Linked DNA regions of Mus musculus: all the other regions are linked to region 6. Evidence: chromatin contacts called from public HiCAR-type and promoter capture Hi-C data. All regions are on one chromosome and are shown on one strand. The core of a region is the stretch at or near the end of the contact, and the rest is flanking DNA. Distances in the headings are between cores, read along the strand shown. Region 1 holds the start of Unc119 (unc-119 lipid binding chaperone). Region 2 holds the start of Zzef1 (zinc finger, ZZ-type with EF hand domain 1). Region 3 holds the start of Sdf2 (stromal cell derived factor 2). Region 4 holds the start of Rpl23a (ribosomal protein L23A). Region 5 holds the start of Rskr (ribosomal protein S6 kinase related). Region 6 holds the start of Inpp5k (inositol polyphosphate 5-phosphatase K). Region 7 holds the start of Slc46a1 (solute carrier family 46, member 1).

Evidence for each region. Promoter capture Hi-C pulls out the DNA fragments that hold promoters and counts their contacts. HiCAR-type assays count read pairs that join an accessible place to other places.
Region 1: a contact with region 6 is called in a promoter capture Hi-C map of liver, with 4 times the contacts expected there. The contact joins the promoter of Unc119 here to the promoter of Inpp5k in region 6.
Region 2: a contact with region 6 is called in a HiCAR-type map of astrocytes, with 6 times the contacts expected there. The contact joins the promoter of Zzef1 here to the promoter of Inpp5k in region 6. A contact is called at or near these places in 1 of 39 promoter capture datasets (liver) and 1 of 115 datasets of contacts at active chromatin or transcription factors (astrocytes).
Region 3: a promoter capture Hi-C map of embryonic stem cells shows a contact between it and region 6, with 3 times the contacts expected there. The contact joins the promoter of Sdf2 here to the promoter of Inpp5k in region 6. A contact is called at or near these places in 4 of 39 promoter capture datasets (the 3T3-L1 cell line, embryonic stem cells, hippocampal neurons and 1 more) and 1 of 9 other capture datasets (adipose tissue).
Region 4: a contact with region 6 is called in a promoter capture Hi-C map of neutrophils, with 5 times the contacts expected there. The contact joins the promoter of Rpl23a here to the promoter of Inpp5k in region 6. A contact is called at or near these places in 5 of 39 promoter capture datasets (the C10 cell line, liver, neutrophils and 1 more) and 2 of 9 other capture datasets (adipose tissue and liver).
Region 5: a promoter capture Hi-C map of liver shows a contact between it and region 6, with 5 times the contacts expected there. The contact joins the promoter of Rskr here to the promoter of Inpp5k in region 6.
Region 7: a contact with region 6 is called in a promoter capture Hi-C map of liver, with 3 times the contacts expected there. The contact joins the promoter of Slc46a1 here to the promoter of Inpp5k in region 6. A contact is called at or near these places in 3 of 39 promoter capture datasets (the 3T3-L1 cell line and liver).

The regions. Positions count from the first base shown.
Region 1 is chr11:78,342,148-78,344,847 of GRCm38.p6, forward strand. It overlaps Unc119 (unc-119 lipid binding chaperone), which reads left to right and starts at 1,348. Exons shown (of 5, transcript NM_011676.3): 1 at 1,348-1,639. The coding sequence starts at 1,420. It overlaps Pigs (phosphatidylinositol glycan anchor biosynthesis, class S), which reads left to right. Exons shown (of 12, transcript NM_201406.1): 12 at 1-629.
Region 2 is chr11:72,794,791-72,797,490 of GRCm38.p6, forward strand. It overlaps Zzef1 (zinc finger, ZZ-type with EF hand domain 1), which reads left to right and starts at 1,436. Exons shown (of 55, transcript NM_001045536.2): 1 at 1,436-1,860. The coding sequence starts at 1,507. It overlaps Cyb5d2 (cytochrome b5 domain containing 2), which reads right to left and starts at 1,049. Exons shown (of 4, transcript NM_001024926.3): 1 at 723-1,049. The coding sequence starts at 972.
Region 3 is chr11:78,244,350-78,247,049 of GRCm38.p6, forward strand. Sdf2 (stromal cell derived factor 2) reads left to right here and starts at 1,397. Exons shown (of 3, transcript NM_009143.3): 1 at 1,397-1,821. The coding sequence starts at 1,647. Supt6 (SPT6, histone chaperone and transcription elongation factor) reads right to left here and starts at 1,354. Exons shown (of 37, transcript NM_009297.2): 1 at 1,199-1,354.
Region 4 is chr11:78,182,216-78,184,915 of GRCm38.p6, forward strand. It overlaps Rpl23a (ribosomal protein L23A), which reads right to left and starts at 1,369. Exons shown (of 5, transcript NM_207523.2): 1 at 1,304-1,369; 2 at 588-771. The coding sequence starts at 1,328. It overlaps Snord42b (small nucleolar RNA, C/D box 42B), which reads right to left and starts at 898; the gene lies at 844-898.
Region 5 is chr11:78,289,559-78,292,258 of GRCm38.p6, forward strand. Rskr (ribosomal protein S6 kinase related) reads left to right here and starts at 1,283. Exons shown (of 12, transcript NM_001287206.1): 1 at 1,283-1,381; 2 at 1,866-2,111; 3 at 2,197-2,280; 4 at 2,404-2,472. The coding sequence starts at 1,325. 2610507B11Rik (RIKEN cDNA 2610507B11 gene) reads left to right here. Exons shown (of 39, transcript NM_001002004.2): 39 at 246-1,067. The coding sequence ends at 425.
Region 6 is chr11:75,629,750-75,632,449 of GRCm38.p6, forward strand. It overlaps Inpp5k (inositol polyphosphate 5-phosphatase K), which reads left to right and starts at 1,271. Exons shown (of 12, transcript NM_008916.2): 1 at 1,271-1,448. The coding sequence starts at 1,351.
Region 7 is chr11:78,464,286-78,466,985 of GRCm38.p6, forward strand. Slc46a1 (solute carrier family 46, member 1) reads left to right here and starts at 1,416. Exons shown (of 5, transcript NM_026740.2): 1 at 1,416-1,720; 2 at 2,066-2,700. The coding sequence starts at 1,493.

The sequences.
Region 1 (2,700 bases), core at 98-2,597, 2.7 Mb after region 6:
TGGGCTCCCTTCCCCTCCTAGTCCACTGGCTTGCTCCTCCATGCCTACAAGCCTCAGAAGGTACCCTTCCTGATCTCCATATCTGGCTCGAACTTGAAAGCCTTTGTGTGCCTACCTCTGGACAGGGGTACTTTGTCCTTGCAGCCTGTCAGCACAGCATACAAACGCACTGAGAGGTGAATTTAGGGGAGTACTTGAGTTGAATTGTAGCCCTGTCCTCTCCACTTCTGAGACCACCTCCCTCCTTCCTCAGCTTCTTGACTGGCGTCACCCACTGGGGACAGCCTGGTCTAGGAGGCAGTGGCTTAGGATCTTCTACCTTGTGGCTAAGGTTCCCCTCTACCCTTTCAGAGAGGTAGTGTGGAACAGGAGAAAACATTTCTGACTTGGAACCCAACAGGCCTGAATCAGACTCCGGCTTCTGCACTTAACAGACTAGAGAGCATCAGCTAAGCCGCTCCTCGCTCCTCACCTGAGCCTCAGGTTTCCATTGGTGGGAAAGCACTGATGATGTCACCCTCAGAAAGGGGCTGGATTAAATGTGATAAGCCTGTAAAAGTGTTCTGTATATTGGGCTCTTTAAAAACATACATTAGACTGTTATTAAACGTTGGTTGAATATGAGTTGATATGGATGACCATAACTCGTTCTTGTGTGAGAAGCAGACTGACCTGTTCTAGCTCACCATGTGTTCTTCCTGCCTCCCGTCCTGAGCATCCTGGGGACGGCTCGACACCTGGGCTGTGCTGCCTGCATGTTGTAGGGTGCCTGCGGATTGTAGGGTGCCTGAAGCAGCTTTTAGCAGGAGTTCTAGTGGGGAGTAGCTTGAGCCAGTGACAGCCCTGGGATAGCAACTCAATTCAACAAAGGAAAATACTGGGTGGGTACTGGCTGCAAGGAGCTGTGTGGTAGTGCTAGGGTGTTACGAGGAACAGTGTATAGAGCATCTCTGCTTTCATAGAGCTGACCTTTGAGGAGGAAGGGTCAGGGAACAAGCAAGAATTTCACTTAATGTATTACAAAAAAAAAAGGGCTGGTTAGCTGGAAATTGAGAAGAAGTACTTTAGAACTGGGTGGGTTGAGACCTGGGCTGAAGTCAGGACAAAGGTATCAGGGAAAGACCTTGAGGTTGGAACCCAGGAGAGAAAGAGGAGAGGTATTCGGTAACTACATTGTCAAAAAGAATCTACATTGTCAAAAAGTTCACAAGGACCCCCAGGATTCTGGCTCCCCCGCTGGAGACGCCAGGCGGTGGGCGGGGTATGTGTGACCCGCCTCCCGTGGGCGTGACCAAGGCGGGACGGCACCTGGGGCCCGGCCGGGGGTGGGGCGGCGGACGCTCCCCCTTCCCCTGGCTCCAGCCGGCGCAAGCAGCGGCGGCGGTGGCAGCGGGCGAGGATCTGCGGCCCCGCGAGGCCATGAAGGTGAAGAAAGGCGGCGGCGGGACCGGGTCGGGGGCGGAGCCCGTTCCAGGGGCCTCGAACCGGAGCGCGGAGCCCACGCGGGAGCCTGGGGCGGAAGCTGAGTCCGGGTCCGAGTCGGAGCCGGAGCCAGGCCCGGGGCCCAGGCTGGGGCCGCTGCAGGGCAAGCAGCCCATCGGGCCGGAGGATGTGCTGGGGCTGCAGCGGATCACGGGTGGTGAGCACCGGCGAGGGAGCGCCACCCGCGGGCTGGAGGGAGAGCGCGGGAGGGGGCCCACGAGGCTCAGAGTCCAGCCCCCACCCCTCCCCCACGCAGTGCCCCTCCTCTGTATCCCCTTACTCTCTCTCTCTTTGCCTCCAAGCCTGAAATCTCTGTGCTCTTTCCCTTGGTCTCTTGATGCGCCCCCTCCTCTCCTTGAAGTGGCTTCTTTTCACCCCACTCCTTCTTTTTCAAGGGGCCCACCCCTTTTCCCATGGTGGAGGTGGGGCAGCAGCTGCATCTGTAACCCTTTCCCCAGTGGAGTCTTCGGAACCCTTTGAGGGTGCTCGCACAGAGGAGTGTGCCTCATTGCAGGCTGTCTTCAGTGGCCACATCAGGCTAGGTGGAGGCAAGGAAAACCTTCAGGCTCCCTGACCGACCGTTATAGCCCTCACTCTGCTTCCCCGAGGAAGGCTGAGGCCATACTCTGCCCAGGAACATTGCTGATACGGGTGCTTCCGTCTGTTGGCTGTGGGCCCTGTGATGGAAGCAAGTGCGTGACCCCCCTCCCCCCAAGTCAGGACTTGTTCTTTTTCCAGGGCTCTCTCATCAAGGGAAGGCTAGTCTCCACTGAAACTGAGTTTCTGAGCTGTGCTACCTGGATTAGAGTCCCAGAGTTTGCCCGGAAATTGGCTGTGTGACCTTGGGGATGTAATTTCATTTGCAGGAGCATGTTTGCTTTTTTTTTTTTTTTTTTTTTTTTTTCCCATCTGTAAAATGGGAACAAGAACAATGTTACCTCCCTCAAGGTTATTGTGAAAAATAAAGCCAGTCTTCTGATTTTGGACAATGTTTGGCATGCTGTGCACGCTGTCAACAGGGTTCCTTTATCAACAGTGTTGGAAGCTACATAGGACTGTTCAGAGTGGCTGCCTGCAGGCAGATAAGTGATCGTTCAGGGCCAAGGCAGGCACCGCTACAGACAGTGCACAAGGACTAGAGAGTCTTCTGGCAAAAGGTTGGCTGAGCCTTGAGGAATGGAAGGTATTTGGAGAGACAGTGGCGGGTTGCCTTGGAAT
Region 2 (2,700 bases), core at 186-2,685, 2.8 Mb before region 6:
GTTAAGGCTTTTAGTCAAATTACATTTTCCGATCCCCTCCGTTGTTAAGGGGTAACGGGAGCACAGCAGAATGGAGTTAATTTGATAAATGTTCTTAGGAAGGCTAATATACCAAATTTTGTCAGAAGTTTTGTTTCGTGTTGTTTTAGAGCCAGCCTGGCCACAAATTCCTGGCTCAATGGATCTTTGTAGCTCAAGAGATCCTCCTGTCTCAGCCACTCCAGTTAAAACACCACTTCTGGTTTATTGTAGGTATTTTAATACTACAAAAGATACTTGCTTTCCTGTGCTCTAACTTCATTCCCCGCTTGATTCTCATTTTTTTTTTTTAAAGAAAAGCAGACAAGTGCATCTACTAGAATTAAAAAAGACTCAAATATTATATTAGGGGAAACGGAGGCGGGCGGAGGAAAGGTTATTTCGGGTCAGTCTAAAGAGCCTGAAAGCACGGTAGCTCTAGAGACCAGGTAGACTTCTGAGTGTAACCACTACCTAACAAGACACATCTTTCTCCGAATCAGTCACACAGTGCAGCAGACAGAGTCGGAGGGTACATAACTAGCACAGTTGCGTCCAAGCTGCAAACCAGGACCGTGTCCTTCCCACCGCAGCAGTCTGAGGAATGTGGGATGACGAGGCGCGGAGGAATAAATTACTGGACGAACGCAAGCCGTGGCTACGAGCCCACGCAGGAGGAAAAGGTGTGAGAGCCTCGCCGATACCTGCGAAGCCGCTATAGTGCGCCCCAGGCTCGTAGTGCCTCCTGCCAGAGGACACGTCGTAGACGCGGCCGAGCAGTGCCAAGTACAGGCCCGGGTCCCCTGGGCCGCCGCGATAGCGGGCTAGCTCCTCGGGAAGGAAGAGGCGAATACCAGGGCGGGGACCCCACCAGTCCATCAACCACACGGCCATGACAGCCACCGCCGCCACGGCCAGGCTCAGCACCACACCAAGCCCGCATATCCTCAGCATCTATACAGCAACACACCAGACACGCTTCGGAGGTAGCCACCTCTTAAGCCACCACTAAGACAGCAGAGACGCCGGCCGTGACGTCGGCAGCGCGACACTGACAGACTTCACAGCAAAGTTGACTCTTTTGCCCCCGACTCTTTCTTCTTTTCTTGTCCAGCCTAGATTCTGAACGTGAAGCGTGGAGCAGAAAAGGGGAACAGTACAGAGAAAAAACAAACAAACAAACAAACAAACAAAAAGTCCTGGCTTACAGTTTATCCGCCCTCAACAAAGATGGCGGCAGAGGCGGCTAGACGGATACGTTAACGGGTGGGTTCCCGGGCTTCATTAAGCTGTCGTGAGCAAATGGAATCCGCTTGACGGCTCCGTTGCGACATCAGGCCTCGCTCGACAGCCAGGAAGCCGGAAGTCACTGCCGCCGCTGTGGTCTCCACCCCGTCCCCGCCCGCCAGGAGCTGTCGGAGGTTGACAGGTCGTGGCTGGGAGGCGGCGGCGGCGGCGACACCTCCGAGCACCCAAGACGGAGACCCCATGGGGAACGCTCCGAGTAACAGCAGCGAAGACGAAGCGGCGGCCGCAGGGGGTGAGGGCTGGAGCCCACATCAAGATTGGGCTGCCGACTCTGGCACGACCCCCGGCCCCGGCCCTGCGGCCGCGGTGCTGCCTTCCGCCGCTGCACTCCTGGAACCCGCTCGGCTGCGAGAGGCAGCGGCTGCGTTGCGGCCCGCACCTCCCTGCGAATCCCTGGTGTCGAGGCACCACGGCGCGCTCTTGCGCTGGCTGGAAGAGCGGCTGGGCCGCGGTGAAGAGTCCGTCACCCTGGAGCAGTTCCGGGAGTTGCTGGAGGCTCGCGGCGCTGGATGTTCGGGCGAGCAGTTCGAGGAGGTCAGGGCTGGCTGGCTGGCTGGCTGGCGACAGCGGTGCGGGAGCAGGGTGGTCGCCAATAAGGTCCTGAAGAGGTGGGCGGTTGCTTTGCGGAGGCCAGCCAGGAAGCCATAGGGTCCTCGGGTTCTTAGAATGGAAGTATGGCGTTGTCCGAACTCTTTCGGAGTGCATCACTACGGAATTTTGCTACGTCTCTCGCCTTTACTAGAGGTGTGGAAAGTCCAGGCTACATTAGCTTTGTTCCGAAGAGAGGAGCAAGCCAAAAAAAAGTCTCTGCATGTGGTAGGCAGACATTTGTGCAGTTGACAGGCTTAGTTGCTTGCTGGACCTTATCAGAGTAAGACAATTACGAGAAAGGATGTGCAAAGATCAAGGGAGTGGCCATGAAAACCATTCTGTTTTACTGGCCTGTGCAGGAATCTTGTAGAGAACCATCTGAGTCTAATGTGGAAGGAGGGTAACATTACACTGAAAAGACTCATTCTGCAAGCCGTTCATGACTATAAAATACTAGGTTTTGTTTGGTTGGTTGTTTTTTGTTTGTTTGTTTTTTTTTAACAAGTATACACTGGATTTTAAATCATTGAAGAACTTGTTCCAGGCTCATTTGAAACCTTATCAAACCTAAAGTTGATAGGGAAGCGTTAGTTTTCTTGTACTTATGAAATTTCTCCTCATATCTCTACTGAACATTTTGGTTTATGGTTTGGAAAAAACTGACCCAGAGTTAGCCTATAAATCATTTCACTAGCAAAGTTGAGAGTATCTCACAAACCTCTTGATTCCCACCCCATTCCCTTAGGTCCCTATTATCCTGCTCCCTGAAGTCTTATTAATTCC
Region 3 (2,700 bases), core at 147-2,646, 2.6 Mb after region 6:
CTCACAAACTGTGAGTGTTCAACAATAGAACTAAACTTTTTCTCCCCAAAATTAATTAAATTCAACGACTTCCACACATTGTAGCATACTTCAATGCTGGGGAGGGGGACCAGGCTCCTCCCTTCCTACAGGTTTATGGGCAGTTAACGGTTGCTAGGGGGGAGGGGCTCATCATGAGATCCCACCAACCCTAAGGATCGATAGTAATTCATGGTTGCTGGGGGAGGGGAACATTTTCTTTAGGGTTGTAGCCCAGGCTTCTCTGAATACTTCTTCACCCATGTACTTGTAAACCACCATAAATTAACTAATTGAGGCATACACACACACACACACACACACACACAAATTAATGAAAGTAATAAGTAATGGAGGATTCTGAAGAAGGGGAGCAGCGGGAATGGAGTGGGGCGGGATGAAAAACAAATTACCCTATGACCTTTGTATTACCGTGTCTTTTCATGTAATTATTACAGGAGACCCGCCTCCTAAAGGAAAACAGAAATCGATTCTTTCTGTAATACAGAGGAACTGCTTTACTTAAGATACTCGAGTACCTGATGTCAAACAATACACATTTCTGATTTAACAACCAATTCTAATATTTATGATAGGTCTTTGGCAAGTGTTCGAGGAAATGAATTATACAAGATGGAAGGCTCCAGGTACTTAAGTATAAACTCGCATCTTTAGAAAGGATTAAGGGACTTGCCCATATGTGGAAAAAAAACCGTATAATTACTCAACATTTTGTAAAGAGCTAACATTCAGCACAGTACACCCGCCTCATGGCTGAACTCTCGAAAGCTCAGCAGGACCCAAACGCCGGACTAATTAATCCGATCACCTGATGCCAAGTAAAGAAACCCTTAGGTCTCTCTTCTAGTCCCAATTTTTTGCGTGGCCCAGATTCCAGACGCCGCGGAGAAGATGGGATCCCAGAAAGCCTGTTGATTCAAGAGGTAACCCCAGGTCACAGGTTCCGGGTGGTACCGCGTGGAGAAAGGGCTGGAGACTCTGAGCAATCACGGTACTTTCCTGTCCTTTTCCCCCCTGGCAGATCAGGGAAAGCCAGGGCCCCCTTCCTTCCCGCAGTGGGGCACCCCAAAGCTTCTTCCCTTACGGGACCAGGCCCCAGGAGTCTGGCTCGCCACCTGCGCACCCACACACGCAACACACTCTCCAGGCTGAGCGTTACCTGCTTGAAGGCCGCTGCTTCTCCGCTACGCTAAGCTCCCACCGAAGAAAATGGAGTCGCCGATCAGAGACTGCAAAAGGATAGTCCGGACCCACCGCAAGGGCCCTCCGCAGCCGCCGCCACCACCACCACCACCGTCGCCGCTGCTGCGTTAACGTAGTACGTCACCTCCGGCTCTCTGTCACTGGGAGTGGGAGGGTCATTTCCTGCTGTCTTTTCCCCTCCGGCGTCTAGGGCTTTGGTTCCGAGTCCGCGAACGCCTAAGGAACGCAGCCGCCACAGAGCACCCAGTACAAAGTGAGGTCCCGAAGGCCTCCCGGGCCAGCGTGTTCTTTAAGCCGCTCTCGCCAAAGGAACCATAAAGATTCAGGTTAAGGAGTCTTCTCTTCCATCTTGGCGTAGTTCTACCCTCGGCTTCCGGTTCCGGGGACGGGCCTAATTTTCTTGGATGATTAGTTCTCTCGGATCTAGGATGGCTGTCTTGTCGCTTCTGTTGTTGGGTGGTTTGTGGAGCGCTGTGGGAGCGTCCAACATGGCTGTCGTTACTTGCGGCTCCGTGGTGAAGCTACTCAATACACGCCACAATGTCCGACTGCATTCTCACGACGTGCGCTATGGGTCAGGTACAGAGGGGGACTCACCGCTCTGGGTGGGCTGCCTAGGCCGGGTGAGCCTAGAAGGGGCGGGGCCTCGGAGTCTGAGGGCGTGGTCTGGGAAAGTTAGCCGTGCCCTATTTCTTGAAGAGGACGACGAGTTGCCAAGGAAACTTAGTCCTAATGTTAGTTTCTGTTTGATGAGCTGTGGGCCAAACGTGTTACATATATACTTTCCGGTTTTTAACATTGTATTGAGGACAGATACTAAAGTTATTTTCTTAGGTGAGTAAATAGACCTAGAGATATTGCTCAAAGCCAGCTAGTGAATGATGGAGACAGGGTTTAATCCAAATCTGTGCAGGTTCAAAATCTTTCAGATTCCATGGGCTGCCACTATTTTGTGCTGGAGAGAGGAGCATTTAGAGCAAGACAACATAAGCTGAATCTCAGATTTTAAATGTCACCTATTTTTAGCTCATATTTTTTGACACTCTAACTTAGCAATAACTTTCTTGTAAAGAATTTAAGCATTGACAGACATTGCAGAGGAAAGTCTGTTTTTTATCATGTGCAATTAAAATACTCACTTATTCGTGGGCTCATTCATTTGGCCTAGATTTAAAGAGCACTTTTAGTGTGTCTCGTATTGTTCTAGATACAGGAAATACAGTAGTGAATCAAACAATAAAACAAGACTAATGGGCAGGCGTGGTGGCCTAGGTCTGTAATTGTAGCACTCAAAAGGTTGAAGCAGGATTGTAACTTCAAGATCAGCCTAGCCTATATAGTGGGGGCTGTCTCAAAACAACAGAAGTTCAAAGGCTGGTAATTACTTCAGTGTTAGAGTATTTGCCGAGCATACGGAAAGCTTCTGCCCCCACACTGGAGGAAATAAAGTCATGAAGT
Region 4 (2,700 bases), core at 119-2,618, 2.6 Mb after region 6:
CAAAAATTCTAGGTACAAATAGGCAATGAATTGTGTCTGGTGAGTACTTCCCCCATAGACAAAACACTTTTCAGTAAGCATTCTCTCAAACTTCCTTTGAGTAGCGTCAGAATTTGATCAATTAAGTGTCTTTCAGGCTGGAGAGATGGCTCATCTGTTGAGAACACTGACTGTTCTTCCAGAGGTCCTGAGTTCAATTCCCAGCAACCACACGGTGGCTCACAAATGTCTGTAGTGGGATCCGATGCCCCCTTCTAGTGAGTGTATCTGAAGACTGCTGCAGTGTACTCATGTAAATAAAAAAACAAATAAATCTTAAAAAAAAAAGTGTGTTTCATAACACTATTCGAAGGCCATCACTCCCCAATTGGACATCTTAATCAACACTCTCCTGTGTTCCAACAAGTCCCCTATCACTTGGAACCAAGATAAGCAACATCTCTTTGAAGTCAACTTTCAAACACTGACTAAATAACCTCACACTTCCACCGCACCAGCTCCTTCAACAATTGTGTTTTATAAGGGAAGCTACGTTAAGAACTCCTAATGCCCTACTACATGCTACTGGGTCCAGGGTCCCTACTGACTTGTTTCTCCTGGGCGCACTCTTCCGAGGATATTTTGGCTGCCTCCGGAGCCGCAGGGTCTTGGGCCGCCGGAAGGTGGGTGACGTTCGGATCTTCTTCTTTTTGTGGCTGTGGACGCCTTTCAGCACCGCCTTCTTAGCTTTCAAGGCCTTCGCTTTGGCTTCGGCTTTGGGAGGGGCAGGAGCTGGGAGAGGACAATTAAAATTAAGTGTGGCATTCGTAAAGTGACCCCTTCCGGCCGTCCTGCCAGCATGTGCATCAGTGGTTCCTTTGAAGACATCACAGGTCTCAGGAGACTTCAGATTTTTTCCATCATATGCACGATACCACAGGCAAAGATAATTAACCCGTTGTACCATCACGTGGGTGCGTATAACCCCATTTAACGTGGGGAAAGGGCGAATAAGGACTACTTTTAATCCCTTATAGGTCTGGAGACCCGGAGCGCCACCCTGTGGATGTTAAGGAGCTTCCCAAAGTCAAATGCTTGGCCATCAGTGGCGGCCGCTGCCGGCCCGGTGGCTTTGCCAATCCCCTGCACTGGAACCAGCCCATGCGGCTTGGCCCACGCGGTCCTCATACCCCGCAGCGGGGCCTAGTCGCGACAGTAGCCACAGAACAAGCCCCCCATGGCTTAGCCGGGCATTCTTCTTCCCCGCGAGTTCGCTCTGCGGGTATCCAAGACCGACCTGACAGATTCCCATACCGCAACATACCTTCCTTCTTCGCTTTCGGCGCCATCTTGGCTGAAAAGGATGGCCCAGCCCAATTCCCATGAGCTTATAGAATGGAGGCTCATAAAAGTCTCGCGATAGCTTATATATAGCACTGATTGGATGAACTGTAATATGAGGCTTCTTGGGAATTGTAGTTCCATTTAATTCCCTAGAGTGGGAGACCAAGCATGCGCCACCTTTCCCTTTGAAAGGGCTTCTTGGGAAATGTGGCGTTTTTTGGTTTGGTTTAGTTTGGTTTTCCGACACAGGGTTTCTCTGGGGGAATTGTAGGTTTTGGCTTTTTGTTTTTGTTTTTTTCTAAAGATTTATTTACTTTATGTATATGAGTACACTGTAGCTGTACAGATGGTTGAGTCTTCATGTGATTGTCAGGAATTAATTTTTTTGTTGTTTGTTTTCTTGTTTTTCGAGACAAGGTTTTTCTGTGTAGATTGGCTGTCTTGGAACTCACTCTGTAAACCAGGCTGACCTCAAACTCAAATCTGCCTGCCTCTGCCTCTGCCTGCGGAGTGCTGGGGTTAAAGGCGTGCGCCACCACTGCCCAGCATGAATTGAATTTTTGGGAACTCTGCTCACTCCAGTCGGCCCCGTTTGCTCTCTGGTCCAAAGATTTATTTTATTTATTATTATACTTAAGTACACTGTAGCTGTCTTCATTTGTTCCAGAAGAAGGTGCCAGGTCTCATTACCGGTGAGCTATCATGTGATTGCTGGGATTTAAACTAATGACCTTCAGAAGATCAGCCAGTGTTCTTACCCTAGGGTCCCTAGGTTTTGGTTTGGTTTTGTTCTGTTCTGTTTTGTTTCGTTTTGAGTTGTTCTTTTCGAGAGAGGGTTTCTCTTTCTCTAGTTCTGGCTGTCCTGGAACTCACTCTGTAGAGGAGGCTGGCTTTGAACTCACCAAGATCTACATACTTCTGACTGCTGAGTGCTTGGATTAAAAGGCCTGTGCCAACACTACGTGGCCTGAGTTGTAGGTTTTTTTTGTTGGTTTGTTTGTTTGTTTTTTGTTTGTTTTTTGAGACAGGGTTTCCCTTTATAGCTCTGACTGTCCTGGAGCTCATTTTGTAGACCAGGCTGGCCTCGAACTCAGAAATCCGCCTGCCTCTGCCTCCCGAGTGCTGGGATTAAAGGCGTGCGCCACCACGTCCGGCTTGAGTTGTAGTTTTTAAAAGAAAAATGTTTATTCCCCTAGGTCTAAAACAGTGGGTGGTTATAGCATCTGGTAGCTGTGTTAAGGTCCTTAAAATTTCAGTTCGTGAGCAATTTCTAGTCTTAGGGAAGAAGTTTGCAGTGTCAGAAGCCTATAACAGTACCAACTGGGAAGAATACAGTTTAAGGGATTAGAAGGACTAGAAGGACGGTCAACACTTAAG
Region 5 (2,700 bases), core at 33-2,532, 2.7 Mb after region 6:
CATGCCTTTGCCCTGGTATGCTAGTGACTCATTAATTTTGAGGGAATTAAGGGCTTCTACAACATCAGCTTTATGATGGTTCTGATTAGATTGTAAGCTTCTTACAAGCAGACTATTATCTATATACTTTGAAGTGCCCTTTTGTGTTTACATATAAGCTTAATAAATCTTTGAATTGGTTCACTTTAAATTGTACACCCCGTTTCACTAATTTTTCCTTTCCTTTTATTCCTTTCCACTGCCAGGTAATCAAAGAAAAACTAAGGCTGAAACCTGCAACGGGGTCTGAGGTCCGGGGAAAGCTAGAAACAAAGTGTGACCTGAACATGCAACAGCAGGAAGAAGAGAAAGCTCGGCTCCTCATTGGTTTAAGTGTGGGCGACAAGAACCCTGGCAAGAAGTCCATCTTCGGCAGGCGCAAGTGATGTGGAGACCCAAGTGACTACAGTATAGAATTGACTCTGGCTCAGGATCCAGGGACTTGAGGGTGGGCAGAGCTTCCCTTCATCCTGCAGGATTTGTGGGGCATATGGGAACTGAGAGACATTGTTCAACAGCTGGCCTGTCCCTGCAGGGCATGGTGGACAAAGCGCTGGGTTCCCTCTCATGGGATTAGACCCAGGGCCACAGGGGCAAGAAAACCAGAAGACCCAGGGATTGTGTCCAAGCCTAGTATCCTGCTCTTTCGGGGCAACAGAAAGGGTTGGGGGATAGTTTTGATCAAGTATGATAAATTTTTATAAAGATATATATATATAAAACATATATATATATTTCTAAATGTAATTGCTCTCCCTTTGTGCCAATAAGCTAAGGGAAGGAGTCTGATCCTCTGTGCCTCACTCCACTGCCTTGTTGTCTAAGAGGTGTTGGGTTTGGGGGATAAACTTCCCAGTCTGTGCTCACTTGGGAGGATGGCATTAGGAGCCAGGGCTGGCCATGGGTACCTTACTTTCCTCCCTGGGGTATGCCCAGGAGAATGGAGAAAAAAGAGATTTAAAGAAAAAATATTTTAAATTTGATGTTGGCCTTTTTTAATTGTATTGAGTAAAAGCGTTCAAGTTGTCTGTGTCCTTCCCTCCTCACTAACCCAACACATTTTTTAACTGCCCCAGTAATGACTGGTCTTGTCTTTCTCCTCTGCCTTGAAGTCTTACCACAATCACATATACTTCCCAGTTTGGGTATGATGCTGACCTAAAGCTGATGGGTCTGTGTACACTGGAAGAGGTGGGGCTCATGGGTAATGCAGCATCAGAGGGAGGAATTGCTTATGTAACTTGGACAACAGATTTAGCAGCGCGAAAAGAGGCAGAGGCTGGAAATGGGAGCAGTAAGCTGTCGGCAGGGACAACACACCCGGGTGTCTGCTCCTCAGAAGGTAGGGTATGGGGCTCTGGTATAGGCTCTGGCTGCCTATGGGAGGGAAATGAAAGATGTAGGGGCCTGAGGCTAGAAAGTGCCCAGTTAGGAGACTGTCACTGATATCCATTGTTGGGGTGGGCATAAAGGCTATAGAACTCACTTATGCACAGGTTGTATTCCTGTTTTGTTGTGAAAACATAAACCTGTTATTGTCATGGAGATTTTGAATTAAGTCAAGGAAATTTAGGTCACATCACAAAGCCTGGGAATTTTCCTTCCCTCTAGATAAGTGGTTGTCAGCATGTGTGTTGTGACTCCTTTCACACGGGTTACATTAGATATCCTGCATATCAGGTACTTATACTGCAGTTATGAAGTAACAGTTTTATGGTTGGGGGTCACCACAGCATTGGTTAAGACTAGAGGAAGGGGTGCCTGTTAAGATGGGCAGAACCTGCAGTGCTTCATGAGCAGGCTTAGAATGGCTCCCTTCTCAGCAGGGTGACAACATCCAGGGTCACTGGGTCCAAGGCTGGAAGAGCCTCTGGTGTGGTATGGGGACCATCAGGTCAGGTCTGGAAGAACTATGGGGACTACAGAGGCATCAGTGCCTACATCAGGAGCTGCTCCAGCCAGCCCCACTGCTACTAGAGAAGCCTCAGTCTGAGTGGCCAGTGCCTCAGTTCATCAGCCTCTTTCTACCAGAGTTTCCCGTGAGGCCTGTTAGGGAGCAGCAGGAGCTGAAGGTAGGTCACCATAGCCCCTGGGAAGTGTCTGTTTTAGGGAGGAATCTACAAACAACCAGTCTCAGTTTCCCTCTTCTTTGTTCAGATTTTAGGCCTTGTGGCTAAAGGTTCGTTTGGAACTGTCCTGAAAGTGCTAGATTGTGCCCAGAAAGCTGTATTTGCAGTGAAGGTAGGAAGTCAAGCGATGTAGCTTACTCAGTAGATCCTGTTTACAATCTTTAGTTCCAGAGATTAGGGGGAACAAGTTAAAATAGCATGATTTTCATGAGTTACCATGCCTCTACACTTATAGGTGGTGCCCAAAGTAAAAGTTCTACAGCGGGATACGCTGAGGCAGTGCAAAGAAGAGGTTAGCATCCAGGTATGCAGAGTTCTGAAAGCATGGCTGGAGACCTGAATTTGTTGGAGAAAGTACCTTTTTCCAACTTACCTGGTTTTCTTGGGTCTACCTTCCCTGTATGTGTCCGTCCTGGAGTAGATAGCACCAAAGTAAATCCTGAGAAAAGTAGTTATTAGCTGAGGACAAGCTCCAAGTTCTGCCAGGGGACTCTACAGTGTATCGTGGTGTGCTCCTAAGCAGTGTGCTGGC
Region 6 (2,700 bases), core at 21-2,520:
GGGGAAAGGGCAACTGGAATTAGAATGATTATGGGCCACCGTGTGGGTGAAGGGAATCAAACCCAACTTCAGTGGTCTGTAAGTGCTCTTAACTTGTGAGCCCTCTCCAGTACTTTCAGCTTTATTACTGTGTTTATGGCTACAACTGTGATTCTTGTCTTCCATCCAGGGGTAAAGCTCAGGTGGTTAGTTAGACTTGGTAGAAGTTGTCCCCTTCCCTTCCATTTTGAGAATGAATCACAGCACAGTTCGAATGCCCTGAAACTTTAAGGTAGCCCAAACTGGACTCAAACTTGGAGTAACCAATCTCGGTGAGTTTTGGAAATAACATCACTACACCGGGTTCCAGAACATGTATTTCAGGTAGTGGAGCTTTTGTGGGTTCTTGAGGCATCACTGGGTAGCTGGTACTACAGTGTGCTAAAACAACACTCCCATTTCCCTGGGGGAAGTCATAACTGTAAAAACAACCCCATGCACTATCCCCCCTACCCCTCAAAAATTAAGACCCAGAGATCTAAAGGAAATAATAAATCGAAGTGTCTGGCAAAGTAAACAGTCACCATGAATATACACCAAATAGCAACGGCTTGTTTTTCATTCACTGATAGCTCTCGGGGATCCTAAATTATTTTGCTTTGTATTCAGCAAAACTAGTTTCAAGTTGGGCGTGGTGGTGTAATCTCAGCTGAGGTCGGAAAATCAACTTGGTCTGTATAACAAGCCCCAGTACTTACTAGCAAGACTGTCTCAGATGGAAAAAAAAATTTTTTTAAATGACGATCACCAAGTCACTTAAATGAATGGAAGTGTTCTCTGACCCCTATGAGGGCGCCAAGGAACATGAGAAATTACTTATAGTGTGGGCGAGAGAGGCCGAACAGACTACAGTGAGGCTCCCCATCCTGTCCACTCCCGGTTTCTGAGGGTGGGCAGGCGACAGCGAAGACCGTACGCTGCGGGACGATCACGAAGCAGCCCGAGTCCTCGAGCCGCAGCAACTTCCGCCCTCAACGCTCCTCACGCCCGCGCCCTTGCGCAAAGCAGGCTGGGAATGCGGAGCCTAGGTGGCCCCGCCACCGCCCACTCCCGCGTCCGGGCCGGCGGTATGGCGTCGGGAGTGGATGACATGTAGAGCCCGCCTCTCTGAGCCTGGCTCAGCTCCGCCTCTGGGCGGTTCGCTCTGCTGTAAAGCCCCGCCTCTGTCCTCCAACCGCACCCCAAAACCCTAGACACTCTGGATCCACCTCCTACGGAAGCCGAAGCGCAGTCCGAATCCGGAAGAAAAACAATCCGGAGGGAGCAGTGCTGCTGAGACCGGAGACCAAGGGCTGCTCCGGCTCGCACTAGATGCAGCACGGAGACAGGAACACACCGGGTTACCGCGAGGGAATAATGTCGGCTGTGAGTCTAAGGAGGCCGAGCGCACCGAAAGGCTTTGCACTCAGGTGAGGACGCAGGTGTAGGCCGGTCGGTTCCTGGCGGTTAGCTGTCTTCAGCCCAGTCTGATTTGTGGGGCTGGATTTCAAAACCACAGTAGGATCAAGGCTGCCCTAGTTTAGATACCCGAATTCTGTCAGGCCAGTACTGAAAGGGCTATGTTAGGATTGATGCACGCTCTAAACTTTGGCTGCCGAGTTGGTCACTGCAGATGCTCCCCAAGCAAGTGTCCAGTTGATTCTTGGAGCAGACAGGGTTAGATTGCTAAGGACCAACATTTGCCCCTACAGTTGTAGATTAGAAGTTTTGTTCCTGTTTTTCAGCAGTACATCATGGGGTCTTCTTGATCGGGCTGTGATCTCTAGAAATCCGAAATCAGATTTAGATAAGATCCTTTAGCGAGGTAAAGCCTGGTCTCATGCCCGCTCTTAAATCACGAGGAACACTGCTAATCGTCCAATTGAGCGTAATTCGCGGTGCATGGATTTGTTACTAATCATCAAAGTTGAGGATTGGGATGCCAAATCCCGAGTTTTATTTTTTATCCACTTAGAGTGGGAATACAAGGAGCCACTGAGTAAAGAAACCGGTTACCTGCCGGACAGCAGGGGGAGACTGTAAACAGACAAAATGACAGTCTCTCAGAGGACTTGAGAGGAAGGTTTTTGTATTATTTTGTTTATATTCATAGGGAGAGGCAGGGAGCTGCTTGAAGCTAACCAGGAATTTTTTTGTTTTGTTTTGTTTACAAGTCACACTTTAAGAACAGGCTCTGGTGGAGAAGGAAATGCCCCCCTCCCCTTTTTGGGTGGCTCTGCGGGATCTTGTGCTTCAGTGCCTCGGTATTCTTGGAACTCAGGTTTCATCTGTAGAGTCTGAGCTCCTGCTTGCTCTGTCCTGGAGACAGTCTGGGCTTCTTGGAGTGTTGCTATAGCAACACCCTCACTGAAGGTCTCCCTAAGTCTTCGCTTTTCTGAACTTGTGATGGATGTGGTGGTATTTAAGAGCTGTTGATTATTTCTCCTGATACTGAGACTTGTGGAGAGCGGAGGTTGGAATGTTATGTACCAACTGGCGACTTGTCCCAAGAGAGAGTAGACTCGTGAGACAGATAATAAGAAACCTGTTACTCAGAAACTTGTCCCTAGGCTACGTGAAGGCCTTGGCAGGATTTGTTGTGTGCCAAGGATCTGCAAGGTAGGAGAGGGGAAGGGAATACGCTGTCAGCCTCTCTCTTTCTGAGTTTCTGTTCTCGTAGCT
Region 7 (2,700 bases), core at 166-2,665, 2.8 Mb after region 6:
CGGATTCTACACTATTTACATCCTGCTCTTTCTCTCTCCCCACCAATCTAGAAGCTGTGGTGCCTGGTGGGGGGCTTCATCTGTTTGCTTCAGTGTTGTGTTCAGATCTCCACGGCACCAAGTAAGGGCACTCCTTTTTCACAGGCAATAAAACAGAAGCCCAGACAGACAGACAGACAGACAGACAGACAGGAAGTCTGAGCTGCTCAGCAACAGTGCAGATGTCTGTTCTCCAGCTCAGTTCCTACAACAGGGGCACTGAAGAGCACAGGCCCACACCCAGGGGCCTCCAGTCTCAGGCTCCTCTTGTCTCTACTCCACCCTCTAAGAGAACTGCAGAATCAGATCCCAGTCCTTGATGTGACACTAGCTCCAGGAAAGGCTCCTAGGACAGGAACAGGGGCAAGGGACAACCTATTAGTCATTAATGATAGCCAACAGCGATTAGGTCTAATAGCAACAGCATCCAGAAGCCTGAGGCAGGGGAATCTCTATGAGTCTGAGGTTAGCCTGGTCTGAAAGTATGTATATAAAATAATACTTTCAGTGTACCAAATCTCATTGTCATTTTCCAATACTTCCTCTCTCTCTCTCTCTCTCTCTCTCTCTCTCTCTCTTTTCTTTTTTCTTTTGGTTTCTTCGAGACAGGGTTTCTCTGTGTAGCCCTGACTGTCCTGGAACTCACTTTGTAAACCAGGCTGGCCTCGAACTCAGAAATCTGCCTGCTTCTGCCTTCCAATTGCTGGGATTAAAGGCATGCATCACCATGCTCGGCATTCTTTCTTTCTTGGTTTGTTTGTTTGTTTGTTTGTTTTGGACAGAACATCAAGCCTTGGTTAGCCTAGTATTGCTTAGACCAAACTGGCCTCACCTCTGGTGTGCTGGGATTAAAAGCACATGCCACTAGGTCCTGCCTTCACTAAGATTTTCTTCCAAGTGAAGGCAAGGTCAACGGATCAGTGGCAGAGCACAAGTACTCCAGTGTGGCCCACCAGGCTCTGGCTGTTCTTACACAGATGCACATGTGCCGAGAGGCAGATGCCACGCAGCTGGCATATCCAGTCTTGTGCGCTAATCCTGCGTGCCTTTCGACCTTACTTCCACATCTCTGGATTCGGATCATTAAGTGACTAATCTATAAGGTTGCCACGAGATAATATATTCAGAATTCCTGGCCCCAGAACAAAGTTACGTTGTCAATAAATGTTAGTTATTGATATAGTGATTATTCTTTTGAGTGTTCCGACGCCCAGGAAGGAGGGCTGCAGCACGGTAGTATCTTTGCGTTGCCTGAAGTGAGGACACACCACAGGGATTGTTTGGACGACACCCAGCCCAGAGTTCAGCGGACCAAAGCTTTTGAGACTGTCTCACGCTCCGCCCCTCTAGACTTTTAACAGAAGCACCCGAAGCCGGCGCAGGCGCAGACAGCACAGACTGGTCCAGGCCTCCCGCAGCTGGTTCCGAGGTGCTAGCCCCTCCGTGTTTGCGCATGGAGGGGCGCGTGAGCTCCGTGGGCTCGCCCCACAGTTTCCTCAACGCTCCCGTGCTTTTCCGCGGCCCCGTGGAGCCCCTAGTCTTCCTGGCCAACTTTGCCCTGGTTCTGCAGGGACCGCTCACCACACAGTACCTTTGGCACCGGTTCAGCACGGAGCTCGGCTACAATGGCACCCGCCACCGGGAGAACTGTGGGAACCAAAGCGCGGATCCCCTCATGAAGGTAGCAGGGACCAGAGCAGCTGTGAATACGGAGCGCGGCACGGGGCGGGGCCTGTGGAAGACGGGGTCCCCGAGGGGACGGGACACACGTGGCGTGGTGGGCGGGTCAGACCAAAGGGGGCCTGCCCTGGCTGGCTGCCTTGTGCTGGAGGTGTACCTAGAGAAAGCCTGGCTTGGAAAGTTATCTAGTGTAGCGACGGAGGGAATGCTTCTCCAGGGCCTGTTTTTACAAGTTGAAGGAACATTCCAAGAGGCTTAGGGCTCTAAAGCAAGGCTATAGCTCCCAGGATGGTGATGGTAGCTAACCAAAGTGAGGTCCTGCGCACTAGTGATTGTGTCTTTACAGGAAGTGGAGACCCTGACATCTCACTGGACCCTCTACATGAACGTGGGAGGCTTCCTGGTGGGACTCTTCTGGTCCACCCTGCTGGGAGCCTGGAGTGACCGCGTGGGTCGCCGCCCATTGCTGGTGCTGGCCTCTCTTGGTCTGCTGCTCCAGGCCGTGGTGTCCATCTTTGTGGTGCAGCTAGAACTGCACGTCGGGTTCTTCGTGCTTGGCCGAGCTCTTTGTGCCCTTCTGGGAGACTTCAACGGCCTCCTTGCTGCTAGCTTTGCCTCTGTGGCAGATGTTAGCTCTAACCACAGTCGCACCTTCCGGATGGCTCTGCTGGAAGCATGCATTGGTGTGGCCGGGACCCTGGCAAGCCTTCTCGGGGGTCACTGGCTCCGGGCCCAGGGTTATGCCAACCCCTTCTGGCTGGCTTTGGCCCTGCTGATTGTCATGGCTCTATACGCAGCATTTTGTTTTGGTGAGACGGTGAAGGAGCCAAAGTCCACCAGGCTTTTCACGCTCCGCCATCATCGATCCATTGCCCGGCTATATGTGGTTCCAGCCCCAGAAAAGTCCAGGATGCATCTAGCCCTGTACTCTTTGGCCATATTCGTGGTGGTTACTGTGCATTTTGGGGCTCAAGATATCCT